2 separate regions of the Danio rerio genome follow, and region 2 is linked to region 1. A link is a contact called in public HiChIP or PLAC-seq data. All regions are on one chromosome and are shown on one strand. The core of a region is the stretch at or near the end of the contact, and the rest is flanking DNA. Distances in the headings are between cores, read along the strand shown.

Evidence for each region. HiChIP or PLAC-seq counts read pairs in DNA pulled down with a chosen protein or histone mark.
Region 2: an H3K4me3 HiChIP or PLAC-seq map of embryo shows a contact between it and region 1, with 7 times the contacts expected there. The contact joins the promoter of gpr37b here to the promoter of grm8a in region 1. A contact is called at or near these places in 1 of 18 Hi-C or Micro-C datasets (embryo) and 2 of 4 datasets of contacts at active chromatin or transcription factors (caudal fin and embryo).

Annotation. Positions count from the first base shown.
Region 1 is chr4:3,830,229-3,832,928 of GRCz12tu, reverse strand. It overlaps grm8a (glutamate receptor, metabotropic 8a), which reads right to left and starts at 1,407. Exons shown (of 10, transcript NM_001302228.1): 1 at 897-1,407. The coding sequence starts at 1,403.
Region 2 is chr4:4,336,874-4,339,573 of GRCz12tu, reverse strand. gpr37b (G protein-coupled receptor 37b) reads right to left here and starts at 1,253. Exons shown (of 2, transcript NM_001144049.1): 1 at 202-1,253. The coding sequence starts at 1,206.

The DNA of each region.
Region 1 (2,700 bases), core at 158-2,657:
AACAACCAAGCAAGCCATGTATATAAGCCCATCTAAACATTCTGTTTCGCTGTATTCAGGTGACGTAGCGGAAGTTTCCCTCCATCCTCCCCATCACCACCACCACCAGGTCGGCCTCGTCTCCACTCAGGGGGTTGGCTTCGCTCTGCCTTCATCCTCAGGCAGGATCTGCCAGCTCATCCAGAGTTCTGCACTATAGACGAGGTTTTACGCCAAAGAACTTTATGAAAGGACCTTAACGAATTCACATTCATGCAAACAATTCAGAATAAATGTTCATACGTTTATCTGCCTCCTAAAGTCTTTCTGGTAGAAATGCAAGGTTAGACCTTTTATGTGATCTTGCTTACCTCGAACATCATAATGTTGACCAACATGACCCAACAATTCTGTTGAACTTGACCAACATGACAGGGATTTAATTTTCAGCTCACAACTTTTTAGTGCCTAACCCAGATCAACTACTACATTAACTGTCATTTACAACAAGTAGAGATGCTGTGTAATTTCCAGGTTGTGTAAATGCAAGGCTTTTCTGTGGCCTTCTTACGTCAAGTTTTACAACTTTTATCAAAATAATGAAGATCGATGACTGGAAATATGAGCCTCAATCCGTTTTAGGTTACAGCCTACACCCTTTCGCACTGTTAACCTCAATATTGCACTGTAACCATCATCCACAGCAGCTATAGGATTCCCTACACCTCCCACACCTTAGAAAGTCAAAATTAGATCCCTGGCAAGTTTGAGCCAATCTTGAGGTAGGGCTTCAACCCACAACTTTCGATTCTCAACTGAGATTGTTATCCACAACACTATGCAACATCAATCACTGACAACAATTAGAAGATGCACCGCTCTACCAATTCCCAGAAGAATAAGTTGAGTCTGCCTACCTTAAAAAGCCTCAAGATGTTGGCGACCATGATGGAGACCGAGCTGGCAGCTGCACCGATGACGCCAACAATTTTGTCGGGTTTGGCGAATATGGGCTGATCTCCATTGGCACAGCGTACATCCGAACCGTCGCGCTCAATGAGAGCTTGCACAAAGGTAAGAGACTGCTCCAGAGCGTAAGTGTCCCGCGAGCAGGTGTCCAGAATTCGGGCACCTAATGTCACATTGGGCAGTAGATCTGGGTCTTTATTGATGAGGTCAATGGCAAACAGCATTGCCTCTAATCGGTGGATGCCTTTCTCCTTCTTTAACTCTCCACAAGGAACCCCACGCTCACCCCGAGAATGAACCGGAAACAGGCCGCCCAGGATAATATCGCCATCCAGACGGATAGAGTGGGCATACTCAATCGGTGGCGTCTCCAGCTTCTGGAGGGAGACTGGAAACCAGTAGCAGAGAAAGACAAGCAACTGGTATTGAGTCCGGCTTAAGCACACAAGATCCATATCCACAGAGTTGTTGGGGAAAATCTGAAGAAGCGAATGGATACAGATTCCAATTGGTGGGACTAATGGGGAAGTAGGTGGACAGGAAAATCCATGGCCGTTTCAAAGCTGAAGCCAAGCACCCCGGCCATTTAGGTTGCCACAGTGGTGCGTCATGTGACCGGCAGCAGGTGATTTAAGGAGACTCTCAAAAGTGTTAGATAGGAAGTAAACAAGTCCCTTTTAACATCCGAGCTGCGACCGTCTCACATCTTCAAACGCATCTAAAGCAAAAGAAAACATTGCATGAGTGGCTGCACAAAGAGAAATCAAACATGAATCAGACACAATGTATGCAAGCAACAAAGCAAACTCATCAAACACACGGACATCTTGACAGGGAGGAAATTACATCACACAGTCATTTGGAGCTCTGTGTGGTCTTTCATTTCTGCCTCATTGAATGCAAAAAAAAAGAAAAAAGATGCACCTCACATTTGCATAGCCAGCCAAAGATATTTCCCAGCGAGAGGAAATCTGACTGTTTGCATATAATGGAGCATTCAGGATGATTCTTACAGTTTGGCTTTGTGGACTGGAGTGGAACAGAGAGTAATCAAGGTGAGTTATTGAAAAAATATTTTTTACACCCGTTTTTTTTTTTTTTTTTTTTTTTTTTTTTTTTTTTTTTTGGCCAAGATGAACAGAGATGGAAATTTGGGCAGATGCAAAGAGACAATAATTATTATATAGACAAGGATTAAGCCTATTCTGAAAAGACATTGAAAAGCCACTGAAAGACATTTACATGTCTTAAGTACACCAGCAATGATCAAAATCCTTACATGTACGAAATGAACTATGGCCTAACCCTGTCTGCGAAACCAGGCCTTAAAAGAGATTGTAAATTGTAAATTCGGTAATCATATAATTATTCCAAAACAAGTTTGAGCTTTTCTTTTAAACCTAAAAGCAGATTTTAAAAAATGTTGGAAACTGATAACCATAGACTTCCATAGTACTAGTTTTTCTGCTGTTCAATAGAACAAAACAATGTTATTGAACAAGTCAAAGGTGAGTAAATGATGACATAATTGTCATTTTTTGATGAATTATCCCTTTAAAGTTTATAGATATTACACATTTAACATAAACACAATATAAATCGTGTTCTTAAAGTTATATAGGATGAAAATTTGGGGGTGGGGAGATTCATTAAATCACTACTCCTTGCTACTCTAATATGTAAATACAGCTGCCTTTTCTTACTGATAAACTGTATTAAACACTATAGTATACTTTATATACTATAAAAAAC
Region 2 (2,700 bases), core at 4-2,503, 510 kb before region 1:
AACCGAATTCAAATGCATATAATTTTATATGTAGAAATTATAAACAATAAATAGTTAATAATATATTTAATAATATATTATGTTTATTAAACTCTATGCATCCCACAAGAGAACTTTTATATGCTTAAAGATGTTTAAAAAGTATTGATGCTTGCAACACAAACATTAAACCCTGATATGAGTGAATATGGATTCCTTTACCTCGATATATGGTACGACTTTACAGGTGAACTGGCCCAGCAGCCAAGTCTTTGTGAGTTGGTGAAACACCACGAGGGGCAGGCAAAACAAGAGCAGTGCAAAGTCCCAGATGGCGAGGTTGGCCAGAAGAGCATTGGAGATACTCCTCATGTAGTAGTTATGGCACACAACACACATTATTGCTATGTTCCCGGTTATTCCCACCGCAAAAATAAGCACGGAGATGATGGTGATTGCATACGCCCCGTATGTTTCGCTTGTGACCGGGTAGAAAGGATTGGGGAAGAAGATGCTCTCCTCATCCTCAGCATACGGAGGGGTCATTGGTGTGGCGTCCCATGGGTCGTCTAAGGGTTTGGTGTGGAATTCAGTGAGATCGAATGGGAAGTCGGTGGAGGTGAGAGCTTGGGGTTTGGGAAGCGGTTCCCACATGGTTAAAGAGGATGTCAGGGCGTTATAATAAGTTTCGACTGGTGTCAGCGGGGGAGCGCTTTTATTCGGGCCCCTTTTCGAGCTCTTGAAGGTTTTCTTGTGGTGCTCCTTTGTGCCTCTTTTGCGTCTGTGGTTTCTCTCTCGCTTGCTCATTGAATACGGCTTAGAGTTATTGTGTCCAGCGACTGTTCCCATGGTAGCGGGCATCTCACCATTCAACTTTTTCCTTTTATGCCGCCGCAAGCGCTTCTGTGGGTTCGAGCCACTCACCGTGACCGCGTGTGTTCTGTTGGACAGCAGATGTCTGTATCCATACTGTTTGCTCTCCAGAAGCAGCCAGAGATGCGAAGACAAGTTGCTGTTGTCTCCTGAAGTCTGTCTGATAGTGTCAAAGGCAGGTGTACCCGCGGCTTGATGCCTCGCAGGGTGTGTGGCGCTGGCTTTTGCATCGTGAAGGCTCCTAAGAGTAACGTTGGCCGTCTCTTTGGTGTGTGCGTTACGGTTTCCCCCGCGCAGCAAAACATGTGGGCATCCCGCAACGAAAAAGATCGTCCTCAAAAGCAGCATCTGCATCTTCAACGGGTCCGTGTGCACTCTATAACACTCGAATGCGGGATATTCTTTCACATTGTCGGAGGGGAAAAGTTCGCACGTGAACGATCAGTGGGAGCTAATTAAATCCATGCAGTCGACTTTTCCTGTTACACATCCACACGGATGCAAACCCTCCTCGGCTAGATTCTCTCTTTGCGTTCCTCGTCCTTAAAGTGCCTTATTTTCACATGCACGCGACATTACATGAAAGCGCTAGTTGCGTTTGTGCTTCTGAAGCGCACTGCATCCCAGCCAGCTGCAGGAGTCGGTCGCATCCCGCGTTATGTTGGGCGCGGCAACCTGTGCTCGTCCTGCGCCTCTGCCGTGCGTGGAGTCCCGGGGACGCGCTCCGTGGCGCGAGCGGGCGGGCGGGGATCTGCTGCTGCTAATGCTGAAGAAAATGGACGGACTCTCTCCTGGCGGATAACCTTGTTCTGTCAAGCCGGATCCATCAGCATCAGCGCCTTGGACCACCGCAGCTGGAGGCGACCCCGCCCCGCCCGTGCGTAGTACATTCATTACCATGCGTAATTACGCATGTCAACAGAATCATAATCCGATCAGTCATGAGTGTAACACGGGCTTATGCGAGTTCAAATATAACCTAATGTCACAGTGGAAATGTGAAACTGCTTATATTGCGCAAATATGACTGGACACAGGCTGCAGTATTAAATCGCGCAATTAACATTTTCTGCAACATATGTGTGCATATTGCACATATGCATTAAGCAGTCATACAATAAATACTTGTAATTAACGTATCAATAGAAAACGTGAATTTTAGCACTGTAAAAAATTGGTTAATTGCAATTAAAAATATAAATAAAATTCTGTATTTGCATAATGTATACACAGTGTACTCAAAAAATACTAAATAAAATTATATATATATATATATATATAGTATTAGATATAACAAAATAAATATGCATAATATGCAAACACATAAACAAAAGCTTTATTTATTTATTATTATTATTTTGATATAATTGATAATAGAATTTATAATATTTATATAATAGCAGTAGAATTTATATGTTATTTTTGCTTGTTTTTGTCCCATATGTTAGTTTATATAATAACTAAATAAATAAAACTGATCTGCCATAATTAAAACAAATATCATTTGATGCCATTTACTTATCAAAATACTCTATTTGAGACGAAGAACCAAAATACTAATCATTTTAAATATTTATACTTCACCACCACTTTGACAATAATCAGCAATCAATGTAATGTATGATCAAATTCAGTATGATCATATATTCTTTTACATAATACAGTAAGTCCACGTACAATAAGTCTGTAATTTAATAATTACACAGAACAATACTTCACCAACATTCTTGAGATTAAAAGCTAGTTAATACTTTAATATTTTAATTTACTCTCTGCGTAGGCCTATAATATTTATATAATACATCATATAATATTATAGTTTTAAATGACATTTAACAATTTCAGTAA